Linked DNA regions of Canis lupus: region 2 is linked to region 1. The links are chromatin contacts, called in public Hi-C maps. All regions are on one chromosome and are shown on one strand. The core of a region is the stretch at or near the end of the contact, and the rest is flanking DNA. Distances in the headings are between cores, read along the strand shown. Region 1 has its middle 37 kb from the start of RDH14. Region 2 has its middle 12 kb from the start of OSR1.

What was found. A called contact is a pair of places that touch in the nucleus more often than the background predicts.
Region 2: a Hi-C map of skin fibroblasts shows a contact between it and region 1, with 2.4 times the contacts expected there. The contact joins two enhancer-like sites. A contact is called at or near these places in 2 of 9 Hi-C or Micro-C datasets (amygdala and skin fibroblasts).

Annotation. Positions count from the first base shown.
Region 1 is chr17:13,847,715-13,853,099 of UU_Cfam_GSD_1.0, reverse strand. No RefSeq gene overlaps it. Among named protein-coding and RNA genes, the nearest start is that of RDH14, 37 kb to the left of the region's middle. Within about 2 kb of position 2,914, at least 2 of the 20 cell types and tissues checked have an H3K27ac peak or open chromatin away from gene starts, as enhancers often do.
Region 2 is chr17:14,539,097-14,544,418 of UU_Cfam_GSD_1.0, reverse strand. No RefSeq gene overlaps it. Among named protein-coding and RNA genes, the nearest start is that of OSR1, 12 kb to the left of the region's middle. Within about 2 kb of position 1,523, at least 14 of the 20 cell types and tissues checked have an H3K27ac peak or open chromatin away from gene starts, as enhancers often do.

The sequences.
Region 1 (5,385 bases), core at 1,665-4,164:
TGCAGAAGGGGGGTGCTCCGTGATGCCTGAAGCCCTGGGTGCTTATAAGGAGGTGGGGGAGGATATGACCAGAAAGATATTGCCAGATTTGGAGAGCCTCGAATTCCAGGCTTAGGACTTTGACTTTGATCATTAGGCAGTGCAAATCCATGCCTCTTATTGGAAACATAACTCTAAGCATCTGCCTCCACCAAAGCAGAGAGCAGTGCTGGTTCTGGCAGAAAGAGCTGGTTTTAGCCACCCCCCTTCCCTTTACCTGCTTATGAGCAATGCTAGGTATACTCCCGTAGGCTCCAGGATGAGATCACACTACATGTTTACCTAGAATATAATACAGGGAATCTGCACTCCAAATCCTTGAGGTAAATACAGAAACAGAAATGCAAACAGTGCCTGGGTGGCTCAGTCGGTTAAGCATCTGACTCTTGATCTCGGCTCAGGTTATGATCTCAAGGGGGTGAGATGGAGTCCTGTGTCCAGCTTTGCACTCAGTGTGGAGCCTGCTTGAGATTCTCTTTCCCTCTCCCCTCTCCTCTTTCTCTCTCTCTCTCTCTCTCTCAAAAAAAAAAAAAAAAAGAAAGAAAAGAAAAGAAAGAAAAGAAAGAAAAGAAAAAGAAAAGAAAAGAAAAGAAAAGAAAAGAAAAGAAAAGAAAAGAAAAGAAAAGAAAAGAAAAGAAAAAAAGTGCAAACAGCAGTTGACTGAGAATGGGACCCACTGTGGGAGGACGGGGGTCGGGGGGAGGCAGAGGAGCAGACTATATGGTGTCTGACCCTACAGCTCCTCACCCCCCATCCACTCTAAAGAGGGGACAGGGCTGTCGGTGAGCACTGAGGGATGGTCACAGCTAACATGCAAATGTGCGCTTGACACTTGTTAAGTCAGAAATAACATTAGGGAGCAACAAAGATTGACCCATACATAGAAGAATTTTATTCAGCTTTAGAGAGATTCCTGCCAATAATCCAATTTAAGGGATGGAATGAACCGGTATGTGACTATCCTTCCAGTTTCTCTCCCCCAAATTGATAGCGTCAACTCTTTTTATTCATTCAGCACATTGCGCTTGACAAAGCCCTTTCATGTGACATTATCTCATGAAGCCTCGCAAACAGCCCAGTGAACTAAGGAGAGCCCAGTCCCATGACCAGGTCTAAAATCAAGGCCAGCTGTCCCTCTGGCTCTATCATAACCTTGTGGTTTTGTTGGTGGGGGGTTTCTTTGAAGAAGATGATGTGGAGATTGGTCATTAGCTCATTAGTCTGCCTCCCAGAGAGAGGTCTGCAATCGAGAATTTTTTATGATCCTTCATTCTATATGATACCATCCACACATATGATTTCCAAAATGACTGTGTTAACCTAATCCAAGTGGGTAAGTAGAATGGCAAATAGAATTGCATTTATGAGCAAGAGTAAGATATTAGAATCAGGCTCAACTAGGGAGATTTGGGGTTTTCTATAGTACCAAATTTATTTTCCTCCTTTCTTGGTTTTTTAAGTAGGCATAACATATTTAAAAGGATGTGTAGAGATACAAATCAGTAGCCTTTGGCTCAGAAGACATTTAGTGTTTTCAAGAACTGTAACTTGAACACCACAGCCGGTACATGCAACACGGTCCCCACCCTTCCCTAATGTCTCATACCAGATGCACTCTTATTCACTCATTCCATCAACAGATATTTCCTGCACACCTGCCGTTTGCCAGGAATGCTCTCATAATTATGCTTGCATTACTTGCCTGGCCCCTGCAGACATTTGAATAAGTGACTGCCATCCTACAGAAGACAGGGGTGAATTAATGTTGCCTAACGTCCCTTCATTTATCTTAGTGTAATCATTGTAACCTGACGTTTGAGCCTAGGATATTATAACTAATGTCCCACCAGAGCCTCCAGAGACTGGCTTTTCTGAAGTTTTGCTATTTTTGTCTCCATATCCCCATGACCAGTGGCAATGGTAGGCAGAGCTCGACCAGGTGACCAAAGCCAGAAAACTCTCAAGGACTTGCCCATGGCCCCCAAAGGCAGCAGAGTCTAGGCCAGCCTGGACAATTGGTCGCCTTGATTCCAAGCTGGGGGCTAGATCTCCTGTCCTTGAGGGGCTCTGGTTTCAGAGCCTGCCTGGGAGAACAAAAGAGATTTCAGTTGTCACATCTACACAGCCAGAGCTGCTCTCTTTTCTGACTTGGCTGGCTTTCCCTGTGTGCTGTTTCACATCACATACCTTCTCTCCCACCCCCCTCCCCTCAGATGATTGGTTGAAATTAAATATCCTGAAATTGCATTGAAAGGGGGAAGAAAAGCTAATGCAAAATTTTAATCAAAACACAAGCTTAACAGTTCCCAGGCTTTGAAATGTGAAGCAGACACTGGCTCCATGGGGACGTCCCAACCTGTTCTCAGGTGTGAAGTTCCTTCAAGGAACTTAGTGCCCTGACTAAAAGAATTACAAGGAAGACAGCACGTTGCAAACTGAGGACTTCCAAATGCAGCTGGACCTTCTTTTCCTTTCCATGGGGTAGGTGGGCAGGCCGATCCAGAACAAAACCCTTGCCGTGGACTATAAGGAGGAGACCTCCAGAGAGATCTAGGTTTTCTTCCCCATCCCCGGCCTGGTCCCTAAGTCTGCATCCAGGGCCTGAGGGTTACAGGAGAAGGAAAGGACTGGACAAAGGGCTTCCAGGGGAGCTGAAACCCCCAGCAAACCAAGAGCAGCCCAGACCTCAAGAGGTGGGCATGGGGCGCCCTCTGCTGGGAGAGGCCCCATCAGACAACCCGAAGGATTTCTCCCTGGATTAACTCTATAAATAGACAGATGATTTATTAAACAGATTTGAGGCTCATTTGAGGCGCTGGGCCATGATTGCTTCAGGGCTCAAATAAGGGAGTGCTTAGGACCCTGCCTCTTATGCAAGCACCTGGACTTACTTAGCGAGTCACTAGCATGATCTACATTACAAGTGCATCGGACTGTTGGCTCAGCCGCTCCCAGCCGGGAGATGCCAAATTCCTCATATATAAAAGGAGCTTTAGTAACTCAAGCAAAATAAGCACACTTTTCCCCCCACCGCCTTCCCAGAGACCGAGGCGGCAGGGTTTCTGGGAGGATACACAATACCTTGTTACAAACCATGTAATGTTTTAAAAAGTATCTATCTGACAGCCTTGGCTAAAGCCAGATCTTCTATCTCGATTACTTCAATATGTCACATCCATATCGCACCACGGCGTCCAGGCTTCCCGAGCCAAGGCCCCACTGTCTTGTCCAACCTTCCCATCTGGAAGCAATGAGCTTAATATTCTGGCTCTCCCCCCATAAAAGCTATGTCACAAAAAAGTAGCAGCCTGTGAACTGCTTTATCCTCCCAAGACACACCGGAGCTCACTCTATTCAGTTACATTTAAACACCGTCCCCAATGCCCCGCCCTCTGCTGCCCTACATCCCCAGATGGCCCCTAATGCTCAGCACCGTACCAGGGGGACAGGAGTGAATTGACAATCATTTACACTTTAATCCCACTTTTGACATTTTGAGGGATGCAGCTTAAAATATAGGGGAGGCTTAGGGACTCCCTCTGGATAAATGTGTTTGCGAGAGAAGAAGCATCCCCCAGCAAGCAGCCTACTGTTTCTGGTGATAGGACAGAGACGCAGCCTTGGAGCCTGTCTTGCACCCCTCTCTCACTCATCTTAGCTTTTCAAGCTTTGCCCGGAGAGTTCCAGGTGACCTCAGTGTTTGGGAGTTCACGGCGAGAGTGTGCTGCCCTGTTATCTGTGCCTTATTCATTCACTGATGCACTTCCCATCAAATTTGGGTTGAAGACCTGGCATGTCCCTTTGGCTACGCCCTCTGCGTCAGAGGGGTCCCTGGCCTGTGGGAGACTAAGGATGTGAAGGGGACAGATTCCGAATTCAGAATAGTTCAAAGAGTGGTCCTGGAAGCAAGGAATCCTTGCGGGGGGGAGCGTGTGAAGCATGCCTCTTCCCTGGCTCCAGCCCAGACCCACTGAATGAGAGTCATTTGAAGCAAGGCCCAGGAATGCGCATGTGAACGAAATCCCCAGGTAACTTCCACACACATTAAAAGCAGCAGACTCACTGAGTCAGGTCAGACGAGGCAGCAGATGATGAAGTGTAAAATTCGGGGAGAAATCATGCGACCCGAAATGAGAACTTAGGTCTTTGCCTGGAAATGATATAATGCTGTTGGTCTTCCTCTGGTCCCAGAGTTCTGAACGATTAGCATGAATACAAACCACCCCACAGCTGAGCTCGAGGACTTTGGCTACTTGACTGTTCTCCTTCAGTTGGAAGCTTCTAGGGGCAGAGGCCAGCCTTCCTGCGCTGAGTCTTTGGGGAAGGGCCTCCGTGTACTGGAAGGGATTTGAAAGAGCAGCTCATGCAAGCTCCTTGTTTTATAGGGAATACACCTAGCTTGGGAAGGGAAGTAGGCTGCCCAAGGTCACATCGCCTTTCAAAAAATATTTATTTGGGCTAATTCTTTGACTTGGAGACATCAGCATTTGGGTATAAGCCAAGCCCATGTTTGTGAAGAACATATTCTCCCAATTTCTGAAAGCACTGTCCATTAGCTAATGTATACTAAAGAGTTTTCAAAAGTGCTCACGGGAGAGCCATTCCACTGGCAGGGCCTCGAGTGGCCCAGCCTCTACAGACCACATGCATAAAACCTGTTTCCTGAGATGCTGCCTTGTTGCATTGAAGTTAACCTCCTTTTGGCAAATTAGTTCATGACCCAGGGACAGTTAAATGAAACTGTAGGCACATCAAGGGGAGGTTATTTGTGTTCTGTCTTTTTTTAGACCAAGCCTCTGATGTGTTTATTTGGAAGTTTGGCTCCCACTCACTATCCCACTACTTACAGTTAATCCTATGTTTTCTTTGAGCTACCTTGAAATCTATGTTGAATGAAAAATACTGCCTGATTTCAAAGTACATGGTATTATAAAAGGAATCCCAAGGTTTATGATTTCAGATTTATTGTCAAATGTATTTACTTCTCATCTTTCTTTCTTCTGTTCTTTCTTTCTTTCTCTTTCTTTCTTTCTTTCTTTCTTTCTTTCTTTCTTTCTTTCTTTCTTTCTTTCTTCTTTCTTTTTCTTTCTTTCCTCCTTTCTTTCTTTCTTTCTTTCTTTCTTTCTTTCTTTCTTTTCTCTTTCTTCCTTCCTTTCTTTCCTTTCTTTTCTTTTCAAATTCAAGCGAGACTTTTTTTTTGGTGTGAATCATGAAAGAGCAGCGATGAAAAATGCTGGTTAGTGGGGAACTCTTTGTCCTACAGAAGAGATGCCCATAGACAATGCTACTCAACTACAGCCTATTAAGGAGCAAGGTGGGTTCAAGGGGCAACTACCATGTCTGAGT
Region 2 (5,322 bases), core at 274-2,773, 690 kb before region 1:
AATGCGAGAAGTTCACAGGGGAGGTTTTTCCATTCTGGCCCACCTCATCTCTGGTAACCTGAACCCCGGCCTTCCGTCCTAGGCCCTGGAATTGAGAGATTTTCAATATCAAGTGTGCATCCTTAGACGATGGATTCCCAGCACACGGTTTGTAGAGAGGCGTTGGGGAGTGGGGCAGGGCACTGACCAAAGACCTCCACTGACTCACAATGTTTCCACCTTGCTTGGCTCTACCAGTGGCTCACGATCATCCCGGTGGACCCAGAAGCCATTTCTCAGCACAGCTCGCCGCATCTATACCCTGACAGTAGTTTCAGAGATTGTGTAGTAACAGCAGAGCAAGTGGAAGGGCGGGCTGGGGCTGCGGGCCCCCAGACACCACACAGGCTACAGTTCCCAGGCAACGCGGTTGGGGTTGGGGGCAGTTTCCAGCTCCTACTCTGTGGGGAGCAAGAAGAGGCAAGGAGAATGCCCAAAACGCTTGGGTGGGTTTTATTACCTGCACACCCTGCAAGAGGACAACTTGGTACACCCCTCCAAGATCCCATCCCTCTCCCTCCTCTTCCTCCCCCGACCCCAGTCCTCAGACATGAAGCTTCTTTGGTCTCAGGTGCGCAGAGTGACTCAGGTCGGTTTTAGGGAGTGAAGGAAGGGAGAGGAGAGTCCAGCTGGGGCCCTTCCCCACGCAGCCAGCTAGGCCAGCTGTTCCTGTGGGGGGCAAGGGAATGGGGGGGGGGCTACTAGGCTGGACCTCTGCTGCATGGGTAAAAGGCACAGGAGACCTTGGAAGCAGCCTGAAGCTTTCTCCGCTCTGGGAGGTCAGTAGCACTCTGGGGAAAGGCTCTCAGGGGCTTCTCCCCAAAGTAAGAGGTAAAGGTTCCACCTCCTCCTTCGGAATGTAGCCAGAGGTCGGGGGTGTAGGATGGGCCGTTTTCCCCTGCAGACCTCTTGGCCACGGGAGTCGGGGCTAACAGGGTCCTGGGTAAGGGAGAAACTCAGTGGACTGGTCTAGGGCTCCCCGATACCACCGCAGCTCCAAGACCGCGGAAGCGGTGGTGATAGCACACCCGACCCCACCCCTGGAATCCCGGGGTCTCCAGCGCCGGCTCGGAGGCATCCCGCCCCACCGCCCACAGCACTAGCACAGCACTGTGTGACGTCACACAGGCCTCCCGCCGAGTCTACAGCCGCATCTCGGTTACTCCGTCCTGTGACGTCACAGACAGGCGGTGACACCACGGCTCCCACATCTCCTGGCCCCGCCCTGCGAATCCTGCCAGAAACGCGCGGAGAATTCGTTCGTTCCCGTACGATAGGGTCCGCACCCCGAAGCGTCGGTGGGCGCCCCGAGAGAGGGAGAGTGCCCGGCACAGCCCCCGCCAGCAGGCACCTCGCGGTTAGCAACGCTCTCTCCGCGCGCTGGGTTTCGGCGCAGCAGCTGCGGCGGGGGTCTAGCCCCGCCCACGCCGCTCTCCTAGCCCCGCCCACATCGTTCCTCTGGCCCCGCCCACATCGCTTCCCCCCTTAGACCCCCTCCGCCTCCACCACTGCGCATGCTCTGCGCGCAGGCGCAGAAGGAACTCGTCGCGGCGCTCCAGGTCCCGCTGCGCACCTGGGCAGTGGCCGCCGTCTTCGGTGCCCGCTTTCAGGTGTCGGGAGCGCGGAGGGCTGGCCGTGCGGGCGTACCCCGCTGCCGGCGTGTGCGGGCTGCAGCTGGTAACGCCGGAGGGCGGCGCACGGCCGATGCGGGCTGGAGCCCCTGGGAGTCCCGCTGGTGGACCGCGGTCCCTGGGATTCCGCGCGGGGACGGGGCGGGCCGCCCCCGCCCTGCGGGCAGCGCAGCTCGTCCTTTGGAGCAGGGTCTTTGAGACGGAAGCCTTGCCCTCCAGCCCAGCGGAGCTCTCGGGGCACAGGCGTGGTCACCCACCCTGGCCGTTCAGCCCTGCTTCCTGGGCCGCTGCGAGAGCCAGAATGGTGGTTGGGCCCAGTTTGCATAAGTTTCAGATGAAAAATTCACAAGCGACCTGAGACAGTAGGGGAGGGGGTTGTCAAACCTCATGTCAGTGGAAGAAGAAGAAGTTGCATTTCCTTTGAGGGAAGGGGCCCGAAGACCCAGTTGTAGCTCTTCCTGCCACTCACAAGCTTTGGGCAAGTGCCTGCCCTTCTCTGAGCCTCGCTTTTCCTTCTACGGTGGAGGTAATAGCCTTCCCACCTACCTCGCTCAGTTGGCGTAGAGGTCAAAGTTATACACGTTTTCTCAATCATCTATTCACCACTCGAACCAACAAGGGGCCCTGATGTGCTGCAGAACAACTTTGGCGTTTACGAAGCACCACGTGAAGGGACTAGAGATGCTTCTCCCAGCATCGTGAAGCAGCCTGCCTCCCAAGCTGCCTTCCTAAGAGAATCTTCTTCTGGTCTTCACTGTCTCAGCACCCAGAGATAATGAAATGGGATGGAAGAAGAATGTCACGTGGACTGGTGGTCGTGAACCTTCCTTGAAAACTTGGAAGAGGCCTTCTTTAACTCCACGAAGACAAATGGATAAATCAGTTCACAGATTATTGTTATATTTGGTAGAGAGAGGAAGGCGGGTGATAAAATGTAAGTGCCCTACTTAACCACTCCTCTGTGGCATATGCCTAGGGAGAAAATAACAGCTGGGTGCAGACTGAGGTGTCGGACCCGGCAGGGGAGGGGCCCATGTGTGTGGAAGTGTGACCGAATACGTGGCAAGGGGTCTTTCACTTTGCAAACACACCCAATTACAAATCGTCTTTGGATTTGTGCTTTCTTTGATTTGTACTACAGTGTCCATAGCCTAAAGAAAAGGTAGTTGTACAATGTTGTTTCATGCACAGATCTGCAGGAATGGTCCTCTTAGCCAGCCCCTCCAAGCCCCCGGCTATCTGATGCCCCTCTTGGCCAGTGCTAGTTCCAGCTCCAGCAATTAGAAAATAGAAGGACTTTGGAAAGTGGGGTGGATGGATGAGTGGAGTGAATTTTGTTTTTTTTTTCTTTCTAAACATAGAATTGGCTCTTAGCAAGTCAGCCATCTCTGGGGAGGTGTAAGCATAATTAATTTCTTTTCAACCTTTGGTTTCATTGAACTCTTGCTTGTGAGACTCAATAGCAAGGGCAGGAATGGATTGCTTTTTGTCACTGGTGGGAGTGGGTACCACTTGGAGACTGTAGGTAGATGGTGGCATGAGAAACTTTACGGGGGACATGGAATAAAGGTGAAGGAGATGGAGCAGGAAGAGCTAGATTCTTCACCACCCAAAGGACCAGAGAAGGAAAATGAGAGAATCCAGGCCTTGCCTTAAATGATATCTACTTGAGAGGCTGGTTGACTTCTTATTAACCTGGGTCAAGCACTGACTGTTTCTGTGCAGAATTCAGAATATCTTCAGTATCTCACGTAGCTCCTCTTATAGGGCTGTGGTAGGTGAAGAAATAGGGCAGGTGTGGTGCTGTAGGTGTCAGGGATGGTTTCTGTTATGGCCTTGTCCTTAGAAAGACCAGCCAACACTGAAATATTTGAGCAGTCACTCCAAAGTGAGTGGAGTGGTTCAGAGAGTTCTTGTTAGCTGTTACAGAGATCTGTGCACCATAGATCTATCTTTTTAAATCTTTTCCATATTTTTAAATTTCTTTTTCTATAAGTTCCTAACTTTAGTGTGTTAAAAACTGCCACCATCATGATAGAATTGTTTTATTTTTTATTTTATTATTTTTTTTTGTTTGAAGCTCTAATATATATCACATGTTCAGGTTTGTCTCTCCTTGACAGTCGGCAGTACTCATGGGAGATTCCTCAGTGTGGCATTGGGACCATGGCAGTGATGGGGGCTTTACCACTTTGGGAAAAATGTGAGGCGTTGCTAGGGCTTCTCCAGGCAAGAAACCAGGCAAGCTTTTGCCCCTGGCAAATGATGTTTTCTTTGAACTATCATAAGTATGTATTTAACTGGGCCAGGGAGGATTAGGAGTATTGGGGGAGGGCACTGGGTTTTGGTAGGTTTCCTCAGTTTTCTCCCCCTCCCCCATATTTTAATTTAAACATTTCCAGGCATACAGAACAATGGAAATCTATAGTGAACACTCAGTCATCTACCACCTAAGTTCCACAATTAATATTTTACTATACTTGCTTTATCACATATCCTGCCACCATTCCATCCCTCAAACTTTTTTAAAATGAAAATATATAAACACATAGAAAAACTGAAAGAATAGGACAAAGAACATTCTTGCATCTTCTTCATAAAGTCAACAATTGATCATGTTTTGTTATATTCTTCTCTCTCCCTGAACTATTTGAAAGATAGTTTCAGACTTCATTATATTTCAGCCCCAGATAATCCAGCACACATAGGAATAAGGGTGTTATGCTGTATTACCACAATATTATTGTCAATAATAATTTTGCCTGATGTCATCAAATGTCCCATCTACATTAAAGGTTCTCCCAATTTTCCCAACATCTAAATTTTTAAAAATCAGAACCTGAAGTTTTTCACATTGCATTTGTGTCTTTAGCATCTTTGATCTAGAACAGTTCTGATTTTAAGAAAAAAAACTTTTAAATTTGAATTAAGTATAGATTTATAAGAAGTTGCAGTGGAGGGAGATTCCATGTACCCTTCACCCATTTTCTCCCATGGTTACACCTTGCTTAATGATAGTACAATATCATAACAAAAATTGATACTGGTACAGTGTATGCATATAGTTTTATGCTATTTCCCCACAAAAATAGGAAGAGGTAGATTGTTCTAACCACCACCATGGTGAAGATCGAGAACTATAAAATCACCACAAAGATCTACTAATATCAGTGATTTAGCAGTTTGAGTGAATGTAGAAACCATACCTCCTGTTGTGGACTGAATGCCCCCCTCCCCCAATACCTATGATGATATCCTTATCCCCAATGTGATGATACTAGGAAATGGGGCTTTGGAGAAGTAATTAGGACCTGAGGGTGGAGCTCCCATCAGTGGTGTTAGTGCCCTTATAAGGGTCTTGAGGGAGCTCGTTTTCTCTTCTTCTTTGTACCATGTAGTGGTGGTGGGGGCACAGCAAGAAGACAGCCATCTACAAACCAGGAGGATGACTTTCACCAGACACTGGATCTGTTGGCACCTTGATCTTGGACTTCCAGGCTCAAGAACTGTGAAAAATAAGTGCCTGTCCTTTTAGGCCGGTGAGTCTATGATATCCTGCTATAGCAGCCTGACCTACGACACCAAATTTTAAGCCCTTTTAGTCTCTCTGTTTATGACAGAATAGTCTTAAATATTTGCTCTACATACACTG